Regions from separate parts of the Mus musculus genome. Here regions 1, 2 and 3 are each linked to region 4. Evidence: chromatin contacts called from public promoter capture Hi-C data. All regions are on one chromosome and are shown on one strand. The core of a region is the stretch at or near the end of the contact, and the rest is flanking DNA. Distances in the headings are between cores, read along the strand shown.

Region 1 (2,700 bases), core at 25-2,524, 290 kb after region 4:
AAACATCACTTCATATTAACTTCAAAGGTTATATTATGTCACCAAGAAGTAGCATGATAACTGATGTCACAATTTATGCTTTCCAAAAAAACGCCGTTAAAACATAAATGATGTGAATTCATCTACACTGCTGAGGAACTTGCTCTGAAACTCTACACACAGCTGCATAATCACTTCCTTTTGGCATTAAAATAAAGACAATTAGAGGACACGGTTAACAGGATCTAAGACATAAATCAAAATATTTACACAAGTTTGATAATGTTTCAGACAGAACTTTAAAAAATCATTCTTATTCCAAATTGAATGTTTGGTTTTTTTAACCAATTCTCTGTAAGAAGGCTCTCAAAGGACAAGTCAATAACTTTTTATTAATACAATAACTCTTAAGTACCCAAGTAAATGGCTGCTTTTTGCTGCCGCTTTTGCACCCACGAGAGTGGGAGCCATTCATTGGAAGCAACAAGTTATCCCTCTTAGGTGAAAATTCCTTCTGCTGGTTCCCAGAGATACCTAGGAAGACTCTGGGGAACCCTTGGCTAATTATCCCAGGAAAACTGCTGCCTCGGCTGAAACTGGAAGCTCATGGTGGACCCCAAGATATCTTATCTTTGGGACACTTAAAAAAAAAAAGCTATTTTATTCCAATTAAGCCAGTCTTTTGAGAGACACCTAGAAAGAAAGGGCTTCTAAAACATGAACATGAGCTCTGATGTTAGCAACCCAACTTCCACTCCAAAATTACTGAAATATTTATGGGTAAAATTAACTCATAAAAACCTTCTTCTAACTGAAAAAATGAACCGTGAGGAGCTATTCCTCATGGAAGCTACCTGGTGACTTTTTTTTTTAATGTACATTTTTTTAATGACAGAAAATAAATCATAAGATATGATTCTAATTGCACAATGACTCATCGCCAGAGCCAGTGTTTAAGCTGATTTTGGACAGTGAGAATGTATTTCTAAATCTGTGTCTGGCAAATTTAAGCAAAATTACAAAGACTTTTGTTTTTTTTCCCTCCTAGGATGTAAACGTTTGTTTTGTTGTTGTTTTTGTTGTTTTAGTGCATCTCTATTTGTAAGACATATTTTCCATTTACACATGATACAGGATACTGGAAAGCTTAAATACTCTTAAATATTTCAATCAAATACCTGAAGGCAAAGTATTTTCCAGAGGAAAAGTCCCCACGAAACAAGAGCCACATGTCAGAGAGGCAGGCAGTCAGCAGTGCTGCGACTCTGCACTCTAGCTTCAGTCGAACACTGTGTTTACAGTAACTTCCTCATTGACACAGCAAGGGTGCCCTATCTGGCTTTAAATGCTACTAATACGCCAAACTCTTTAAAATCCAGTTAAGACCAAATATATATATATATATCTCATATAACTCATTTCACTTGAGAGCAGGATCGTATTTACAAGTATAGGATGGCAATAAAGGGCCGTATGGCATTCACAGACCTTATAGCTTCACACAGAAGCTTGGCTAGAATTAGACAACATAAAACTACTAGTACTAATACCCCACCACTTTAAGAATTTCACTACCTGGGATACTGACAGTGGCATTGGGTAAGAATCTATTATGAGCCAGCATTCTTTCTGGCTGGGCACAATTTCGTTCCTAAGGTGGTAGCCCCAGAATTCCTTCTCAGGACTCCTGCAGAGCTGGGCTCGTTTTACATCCATGAGAACTGCTGTCATCACTACTGTGTCCAAGCCCAGAGGATGAACTGGAAAAGAAGAGAGGGGGAAAATAATAAAAAGAGGAAATTGGTTTTCACAACACACTCAAAGCCTGAGTAACAGAGGGGAACTTTAATTATCTCCAGTCACAAAGAGAGACAGGAAATTTGGACTTTTAATTAGCCATTTGGAGTGCAGTTGGATATTTTTTTAGCTAGATAATTTAAACGCGAATAATTCAAGTCTGACTAAATGAAAGTCACATAATCAGAATGCAGATAATTGAATTTCTGCTGCATTCATTAATTCAGTGTGGAGGTGTGTGTGAAGACCACTATGATGAGCTGTCACAGCTCAATAAAATCTCAGTCAATTAATTTTTTCATTATCTTACTATTACATCAACAAAAAGCAAAATGTGTCTGTATATATATGTGCCCGCACACGGACATTATGTGTTATATAAATGTGCCTGCTAAATCAGAGCGAAAAGGAATACCTTTCTGAATCATACTCTACGTCGGCGTCTTTCTTCCCTTCTTCTTCTTCTTCGGGAAACCGTCTATTCATTAAAGCAAACTTGTGAATGGCTTCTTCCACCGAGTACTTGGTCTGCCCAGAAACACATGCTTCAATGTCCTCGGAGTTCAGATGGCTCTGCAGGAAGAGGTGGAGGCTGCTATCGGAAAGCAAGAGTGCATTCTGCAGGACTCTGTGCAAAAAAAAAAAAAAAAAAAGGAAAAAAAAGAAAAGGAAAAATAACTGGTGATCAGGCATGGGCCGAGATCAGTAGAAGGCAGGCAGCCCTTACAAACTGTACTACTGATCTCTTTAGGGAACTTCGCCCCGATGCTGGGCTCTGCCCGCTAACGGCATGAAATCACATGTTAACTTTTACTCAATTATTTGGAATCTTAGGTGAGAAAAAACACAAAGCTAATGGCTGAAGACATCTGCTAAAAGAATAACTTCAAGGACATTTCTTCAATTAAACCATCTGTGAAGACC
Region 2 (2,700 bases), core at 122-2,621, 360 kb after region 4:
TGTGTGGCAAAGGAAACACTTTAACACAGAAAGCATGATGGCGCTTATTTCAAGACCCCAAACTCGGAAGGTCTTCCCATCAGTGAAGTAAAGGAAGTGGGTAACAGTTCAGAGCAGTGGAGAAAGAAGCACGCAGGCCAGAAGGCTGCAACCCCACCCCACCACCACCATGGGCACACCTTCTTTAGGGCAGTGCCAGTCAGGCCCGTGTCTGTAGCTAAGAATGCACTGACAGAACCCGGGATGGATGGTCTGGATAACTTGAGGAAACTGCTAATGAGGTCTTGAACATCTCCACACAGTCACTTCTAAATATATCTACACTTATATCGCTATTCAAAACAGTCTGTCAGTCAACCACTCCTTTAAAAATAAACGGGAGCTGGGGTGCAGCGCAGTGGTAAAATGCTTGCTAATGACATGCTCAAGACCATGGGCCTATTCCCAGGATCAGAAGGGAGGAAGACACGGAGAGGTTGGGTGCAACCCGAATGACTGTCCCGTTGTATCCTTGCCTTAGCGACAGGAATCAAGCGAAGTCACGCTTGATTGTTGCCAGGATACTTAACCTCCTCCTTCTCCTCCTCCAGAAAAGCCCCCCTCCCCCCCCCCCCCCGATTGGCCACTGGTTGAAGGAGTTCCATAATACCCCCAGCCCACTTCCGGCCACTCCCACAAGCCCACTCCCCGGACGAGAGGGATTTTCACACACCCCTCCCACCGGGTGCATGCTGCTCCACCCTTGCAGACCTTGGTTTCCCCTGTCGCAAACTAAAAGGGTTGATGGAGATCACGAAAATTGAGATCAGTGTTCTCAATTTCTGATCCATCGCTCTCCACGCGCCTGTGCTTTGCGGAAGCAGACATCCCGTGACCATCCCCTTAACAATACTTGTAATTTTAGCAAAGGAGTGTGATGTGTCCAGAACCGATAAAACAGGCTGTTGCTTCCCAATCTCAGCAAACCCGATCATCAGCTCATCAGCGTGGGTTTCCTCCGCGGCCTTTTCCATCAATCCCACAATCCCATGAAAGAGAAAAAAAAAAAAAAAAAACCTCCCCTGGCCCTCCCAGCCTCTAAACTCAAAGGTGCCTGGCCTTGTATTCGGAAAGAAGTGGGGGTCGGGGAGAGAACCTGCTCGCTCCAGCAGCCCCGGCGTCCCCAGCCGAGCTGAGCAGGTGCCGGGGCAGGCGCGGCGCCCGCCACCCGACTCCCTCCCTAAGGCTCAGTTTACTCACACGCGGTTCTGAACGCCCGGCCCGGAGCACGGCGGAGTTTGCTGACTCAAGGCGCGGCGGCGACGAGCGCCTAAGAGCGAACCCGAGGAGCGCAGCCCCGCGTCCAGCGCACGCAGCGCCCCGCCCCGCCCTGCGCGCCCGCCGCCGCCCCCCACCCCCACCCGCCACTGCCAGCCTTAACGTAGGAAAGGCCACCTAGCTAGCGGGTCTTTCTCCCTACCCAGCAGTGAGGAATCAAGATGAGAGAAGCCAATAACAAACAAGCATGACTAGATGTTAGCAGGATCTCGATGGAGGGCATATACTGTTTGCTATAACAATATTTTTAATATCTCCGTAACTTTTTAAAAAATGTGTTTTCATGTACGATGAGGAGAAAGCTATGAGAGTCTGCCAAAGATATGTCCGGTTCCTATAGATCATCTGAGCTGGCTCTCACCCACCTGTGTGCATGGCTCAAGGCTGAGAGCACTTTTTGCCCTTGCAAAGGACCTGGCTCCCAGCATCCATACAGTAGCTCACAACTGCCTTTAACTCCAGTCACCACCCTCTTCTGCCCTAGCACTCACGTGGTGCACATACATCCAGGAAGCCAAAACAGTCATAAAATAAAATAAATAAATCTAAGGACAAAAAAGAAAGACTCAGCGAATCTTGGACCATCCAGCATCCTCCTAGAAAAGTTGTCCATGACTATATTCCATAGCTACACTGACCTCCTGAACAAAACTTGCCAAAATGCAATGTCTTATCTTAGACTCGTATCTCTGAGTGCTGCATCATTGTTTTTTTTTTTTTTTTTTTTTTGCATCATTGGTATTTAATGACCTAAAATTGCACCCAAACTATAATACATGCAACCATCGTTTGTTTTGCTTTTTGTATGTTTGTTTGTTTTTCGAGACAGCGTTTCTCCTTATACCCCTGGCTGTCTTGGAACTCACAGATTTTTGAGTTTAAGGCCAGCCTGGTCTACAAAGTGAGTTCCAGGACAGCCAAGAATACACAGAGAAACCCTGTCTTGAAAAACCAAAAAAAAAAAAAGTACAAAAACTTTACTATGAGAGCATTTAGCCCTGGAGATTGAGAATTGAATATGTGATATTTATACAGCTTAAGCCTAGGATCTTAATGTATTGTTTTAAGCAATCTGGGCACATTTCAAACCTATGTTCAAGTAATGTCTACAAAAATTCACCCTAATGGAATAGTCATTTACTTTATACTTTAAGTACTCAATAGCTGGTTTTAAACTACAATATGTTAGTATACAGTATTGGAGGACAATAGAATTTGTTATATTTTGTTTTTGTTTGTTTGGTTTTGTGTTTATTTAAGACATGGTCTTAATATATATAGCTGTCCTGGAACTCTATGTAGACCAGGATGGTTTCGAACTCACAGAGATCCGCCTGCCTCTGCCTCCCAAGTGCTGGGATTAAAGGTGTGCACACTCTGCCC
Region 3 (2,700 bases), core at 35-2,534, 500 kb after region 4:
TTAAGTTTGGAGTTCTAGAGGAGCAGATATGACGGGAAAGGCCAGGATCTCTGTTTCACACAGTGGGTTCTTTAAATGTAAGCTCAGTCCATCACAAGCTTAAATGCTGTCTTCGGTATCTTTCCCACCCCTAGGACTTCCAGAAGGAGACGTTTGACCTCTGCTCAGGACGGGCTTTCTGAGTTCTTCACAGAAGGGGTCCATTCATCCTGTGCACCAGATGGCAGACTTCATCTCTGGAATTCATCTGCTTTCTAGGCTCATGTTGCCAATTCATGAACGTGACTTACAAGGAGGGTTAGAGATAGGCTTAGCGTTGGTTTTGCTTTGTTCTGTTCTGTTCATTTTATTCGAATGTTTTATTGTGATAAAAAATACATAACATGGACTAGAGAGATGGTATAGCCATTAAAAGCTAGGCTCTCAGCCGGGCGTGGTGGCGTACCCCTTTAATCCCAGCACTCGGGAGGCAGAGGCAGGCAAATTTCTGAGTTCGAGGCCAGCCTGGTCTACAGAGTGAGTTCCAGGATAGCCAGGGCTACACAGAGAAACCCTGTCTTGAAAAAAAAAAACAAACAAACAAACAAAACCAAAACCAAACACAAACAAACCCAAAAGCTAGGCTCTCACAACCAACTCTTTAAAATGCAGATACCATAAAATTTATCATTTTAACCATTTTAGTGCACAGTTTAGTGGTGTTAAAGGCACCCCACGTTCAATACCAATAACTCTTTTTATATTTTTTTCCTGATCTTTTTACTAGATATATTCTTTATTTACGTTTCAAATGTTATTCCCATTCCTGGTTTCCCCTCTGAGAACCTGCTATCCCCTCCCCCGTCTCCCTGCTCACCAGCCCACCCCCTCCCGCTTCCTGGCCCTGGCATTCCCTTGTATTGGGGCATAGAACCTTCACAGGACCAACGGCTTCTCCTCCTATTGATGACCGACAAGGCCATCCTCTGCTACATATGCGGCTGGAGCCAACTCTTTTTATCTTATAAAACGAAAACTCAACTTCCTCATCTCAGCCCCTGCAGCTACCAGTGTGAGCTTGGTTTTATATGGTTCCCTGGAAATTACAATATGACATGTCAATACAGTTTTTTTTTTTTTTTTTTTTTAGGGAATACGGGCATAATTTCACTATATTTCTCCACTTAAAAAATTGAGGAAGGAATTTCTTTGTCTCGGACCAAATTAAAGTCCCTCGGGGACAAGCTTGAGAGCGGGTTGGTCGTCTTTAACTGCACGCGGAGCGTCGGAGCAACTTGGCCAAGAACAAAGAGCCCTGTTCACGTAGGCAAAACAGCGACACCTGCTGATCGATCGCAGAATTACTTTTCAGACAGATTGCTGAGGGTTTTTTTTTTTTTTTTTTTTTTCCTGTCTCACTGTGTACTGGCTTCTATTTGGAAAAGCTGTTGTCTAATCATAGACTATGAATGTTATTTGTTCGAGTCAACTCTGGGATTAGGCACACGGTAGCCAGGCAGGTGCTGGTGCTCTCTCAGGTCTGGTTCACAGCAGGTGGGCGGGCATGTGTGAGCTGCTTGTCCTGACCTGGAGCTTCACCAGCTTCTCTGTGACTGCCAGCTTCTCTCCTTCCACTCTGTAGGGAAAATGTCTCTACCGATCCCTGACCCTGTTCACACTAACCCCCTTTCATAATGTCTTAGAAAAAAAGAGAGACTTTCGTTGCAACCTCACTCCTTAAGTGGCCTAGGAAGGAAGAACGTGCGAATCTTTCTCTTTGATTGCCCTGCCTTTAATTAAATTACACCTGCACGTTCTATATATGCACACACACTGTGACTTACATATATGATCCTTAAGGAGAGGCCCAGGATATATTTAAATCCTAATCTTACCTGATATGTCCCTAGCACGTTCCCAGCCTCATGTGTTTTTGTTACTCAAGCTTGCTGACAGAGGGAAACCTCCTGAGCTCCTGCTATGGTGGGTATGAAACACTCCCTCTCCCAAGTGGTTTCCAAGTCGGGTTGGGTTGTGAACTCTGCCACCCTCTTTTCCCTTCCCCAATTGAATCAGAATTTCTGGAGTTAGGACTCAGGAACCTGGATGCGTGATAAGCACCCAGGTGATTCCTCTGCTGCATTGCCAAGGATAACCTTGAACTCTGTGTGTGTGTGTGTGTGTGTGTGTGTGTGTGTGTGTGTGTGTGTGTATGAGAGAGAGAGAGAGAGAGAGAGAGAGAGAGCACAAGCGAGAGAAACAGAGAGAGAGAGGGAGAGAGAGAGAGAGAGAGAGAGAGAGAGCATGCTTACAGCAAGTGGAGGTTGAAGGACAGATGGAAATTGATGCTGGTCCTTACATTCTTCTTGTTCCACAGAGGGTCTCTTTGCTGGCTTCTGTTGGGTGAGCTGGACTGGCTGATTGATTCTTGGCTTCCCCTCCTGCCACAGATGAGTGCTACTGCTCTGAGCTTCAGGTGGCTTCTGGGGTTTGGATTCAATTCCTCCCTGGCAGACACTTTACCCACGGAGCACCCACTTTCCCACCCCCCGACCTTGAACTTCTGCTCCTCCTGCCTCCACTTCCGGAGCGTGGGGATTGGATACCTGCGTGCCTTTTCTCGTGGTGCTGGAATTGCAGACCAAGGCTTTGAGCATGACAAATCACCAGTCTCTTGAATCATAGCTTGAGCTATGCTGAGACTTGGGGTATATGCAAAGA
Region 4 (2,700 bases), core at 160-2,659:
ATTTGTTCTTCTGCAGCTTTTAGTTAGTGGTACGCAGTCTTGCACTGTTAATTAATGAACGGTAGGACTCGCGTGGTTACGGATCCAGTCTTTTCACAGTAGTTAGTCAGCACCTTCCTTTGTGCTGGGCTCTAGTCAAGGCTCAGTGTGAATATTAGCCTCTAAAATTAAAAACAAACACAACTTGGGTTTGTCTCTTCTGCGGACGCTGTTTGTATTGTTAGGCCGAGAAGAATGAACTGTTACTTGGACACTTGACGGATGGGTTGCGTAAGGTTTTCACCTAAAATGTCAGTATAGTTTTGAAATGCAGACAGACAGCGCCGCAGAGGCAGCCACGCTCCACACTGTTACGAGGCCACCTCACAAAGGCTTTGGTTTGCATGCTTTGCCGTGAAGATTGGTGCTCCAACATTTTGTCATTTTTCTGATGATCTAATAATACATTTCATAGAGGCAAAGTTTTCCCACACCAGTACAATCCTTAGCATATACCATAGACACATTTTAATGAACTAAAAATAAACCTGTGGTAATAAATTCTTCAAAATTTATTGTTAACTTTGCCAAGAACATTTTCCATTTAGTTATTACAATTATTTTTTATAAAATTTTGGTGCTAACATTAGATGGTGACTCTAAATCCCAATTTTTTTCTTAAAAGCCAAAACTAGCACTTAGTACCTAGATGTGGCTTTCCTATGGTAAGGACAAGCACCCCATGGTTTTCACCCCCTAATACTGGATTTAGTATCTGAACAGGCTGGAGAGAGTGGGTGCAGAGAAAGAGAGAGCAAGGCAAGGCAAGCTCTGTCTTCTCCTTAAAGAGTAAATGCTGTGTCTGTGAAAACAGCGTAGGTGGGATTAACTATAAATTCTCCTTTAGAGTTTATGGGAGAATTCCCCATAAACAACCCGCTTGTGATAAGTAGTCCTTGAGATTTGGCCAAAGTGAGATGACGGTTGTTAAAAACTATCCCGTATTAAATTACTGAGGTTAACTCGGCAATGTGCATGAGGACAAATTGTTCCAGCTGCTCCTTATTTTGAAGCTTTTATTATTTTGTCGGAGTTGAATTATATAAACTCAAACCACTTACATTTGACTTCTAAGCACAGGAACCCTGAAGCTTACTTCAAATCCTGGTGTTGATTAATTGCCGGTTAAAACATACAGGACACTTTTCTAATATGTTACAGTTGCCCTTTTCTCTGATATTAACCCTGTCCACTTGCAAAAACAAGTCTGTGTTCCCCCAACAACACAGATTATCTGGGCCAGCCTCTCAGTGATGATATGTCCATTTGTCCACTAGTCTCAAAACCTGAGTCTTAAAACGTCTAGGAAGGCAGGCACATGCTTATCGACTCTGGTTCCTGCACCTCTCACGCCATCTCCTTCCTGTTTCCTTTGCCCCTGCAGTTCAGGACTTCCTTCCTCTTTATCTAGACTCTCCACGCCCCTTATCCAGGCCGGCTGAGACAATGGGATCTAATGACCATTTCTAAAGCAATTTCAGTCCTGCCCTGTCTGCTCAGAAACCTTGTAAGGCTCTTACTGCCCACCAGACTGGAGTCTGCAGCTATAACACGATGTTTATGGGACTTAAACTGGCCTCCATTTCTCACATTGCTAGAATGGCGTGCTACTTTGTCCAGTGAACGTGGCTGTGCCTGTACTTTAAGCTGGGATCTGGAAAGCGCTGCTTTGCGTCCTACAGGTCTTCCATGGGATCCCAGGTTCTCCCTCTGCACTACTTGAGTGCTTTGCCCCACCCATCAGAGGTGTCCCTTGTTAACTCCTTGCCCTCAGGTCTCCGCCCCAGCAGGCTGCCAGCTTCCTCAGGGCAGAACCTCCCTGTTCCCTTTGCCTCCTTGGCAAGTCCTCCCCCTCACACGTGGGTGATCCTCAATGGAGACTGGTTGACTGGTTGATTGATTTCTTAGCCATACTAGCTACCTATGTGTATCTTACATACACATTGGAGATTATTCTTGAGCTAGTATATTTTTTCTTTTAGTTTTTCTTTGGTATGCCATTTGTTTTTATATCCTACATTAAATATTTTTCAGTTTTGTATAAATCCTTAAGTAGGGAAAGTGATAGTGTAATACATCTGCTTTTAGTAGAAAAGAATGACATAGTTTAAAACAATTTCTTGCTATTTTATTCCCTATCCTGGGAAGGGGATGTGCTTAGAGTGTGTGGGAGCAAAGTCTGAGCAAAGCACTGACTGCGGAGAGGATAAAGAACATGGGTTCATACCCACAGCCTCAACTTTAAATCGCATGCTTTGGAAGTTTGCCACCTATGCATCTCAATTTACTTATCTATAGAATGAGGATTTATAATCATTCATCTATAAAGCCTTTCCTTCTGCGATATGTGACACATAGGAGATCCACAGTAGAATTTGGGGAAATGACCTTTAAGTGTTAGGACTATCTAGCAGCCTCTTGTGAGAGGACTAAGTGAGGAAACCAGCGAGCATGGCTGGGGTTTGATGACTTACAGGTCATCTGCATTTTATGTCAGACGCTGTTTTCTGTGCTGTCTTGATGTTTTAGGAACCATGTATTGTAGTACTCCTGCTATTCAGTATAATATAGCATATCTGTATAAAGTTGGCTGTTACTTTACTAGGTCTAAGGGCTGTCCTGGATTTAAGATTGCTCCAGACAAGTTTCTCTGTACATTTA

What was found. Promoter capture Hi-C pulls out the DNA fragments that hold promoters and counts their contacts.
Region 1: a promoter capture Hi-C map of the HPC-7 cell line shows a contact between it and region 4. The contact joins two enhancer-like sites. A contact is called at or near these places in 10 of 39 promoter capture datasets (the 3T3-L1 cell line, 3T3-L1-derived adipocytes, the C10 cell line and 5 more), 1 of 15 datasets of contacts at CTCF or cohesin (the NIH/3T3 cell line), 35 of 484 Hi-C or Micro-C datasets (2-cell-like embryonic stem cells, the C10 cell line, CD4 single positive thymocytes and 26 more), 17 of 115 datasets of contacts at active chromatin or transcription factors (the HPC-7 cell line, acute myeloid leukemia, cardiomyocytes and 12 more) and 4 of 9 other capture datasets (adipose tissue, embryonic trunk, liver and 1 more).
Region 2: a contact with region 4 is called in a promoter capture Hi-C map of embryonic stem cells. The contact joins the promoter of Snx10 here to the enhancer-like site in region 4. A contact is called at or near these places in 10 of 39 promoter capture datasets (the 3T3-L1 cell line, 3T3-L1-derived adipocytes, the HPC-7 cell line and 7 more), 3 of 484 Hi-C or Micro-C datasets (embryonic stem cells and erythroid progenitors), 3 of 115 datasets of contacts at active chromatin or transcription factors (bone marrow-derived macrophages, embryonic stem cells and neural tube) and 1 of 9 other capture datasets (pancreatic islet).
Region 3: a contact with region 4 is called in a promoter capture Hi-C map of the HPC-7 cell line. The contact joins two enhancer-like sites. A contact is called at or near these places in 7 of 39 promoter capture datasets (the 3T3-L1 cell line, the HPC-7 cell line, hippocampal neurons and 3 more), 18 of 484 Hi-C or Micro-C datasets (the 3T3-L1 cell line, 3T3-L1-derived adipocytes, the Ba/F3 cell line and 13 more), 13 of 115 datasets of contacts at active chromatin or transcription factors (bone marrow-derived macrophages, craniofacial prominence, embryonic basal ganglia and 10 more) and 3 of 9 other capture datasets (adipose tissue, embryonic stem cells and liver).

Annotation. Positions count from the first base shown.
Region 1 is chr6:51,587,920-51,590,619 of GRCm38.p6, reverse strand. It overlaps Snx10 (sorting nexin 10), which reads right to left. Exons shown (of 7, transcript NM_001127349.1): 6 at 2,192-2,404; 7 at 1-1,739. The coding sequence ends at 1,658. Among named protein-coding and RNA genes, the nearest start is that of Snx10, 65 kb to the right of the region's middle. Within about 2 kb of position 1,274, at least 6 of the 459 cell types and tissues checked have an H3K27ac peak or open chromatin away from gene starts, as enhancers often do. A contact at or near this core is called in the HPC-7 cell line and bone marrow-derived macrophages, where this site is marked.
Region 2 is chr6:51,522,574-51,525,273 of GRCm38.p6, reverse strand. Snx10 (sorting nexin 10) reads right to left here and starts at 1,371. Exons shown (of 7, transcript NM_001127349.1): 1 at 1,240-1,371.
Region 3 is chr6:51,382,770-51,385,469 of GRCm38.p6, reverse strand. All of the region lies in intron 1 of Gm6559 (predicted gene 6559), which reads right to left. Among named protein-coding and RNA genes, the nearest start is that of Gm6559, 4.4 kb to the right of the region's middle. Within about 2 kb of position 1,284, at least 50 of the 459 cell types and tissues checked have an H3K27ac peak or open chromatin away from gene starts, as enhancers often do. A contact at or near this core is called in the Ba/F3 cell line, the HPC-7 cell line and bone marrow-derived macrophages, where this site is marked.
Region 4 is chr6:51,880,075-51,882,774 of GRCm38.p6, reverse strand. The region is part of intron 9 of Skap2 (src family associated phosphoprotein 2); the gene reads left to right. Among named protein-coding and RNA genes, the nearest start is that of Skap2, 130 kb to the left of the region's middle. Within about 2 kb of position 1,409, at least 92 of the 459 cell types and tissues checked have an H3K27ac peak or open chromatin away from gene starts, as enhancers often do. A contact at or near this core is called in the Ba/F3 cell line, the HPC-7 cell line, bone marrow-derived macrophages and 3 more, where this site is marked.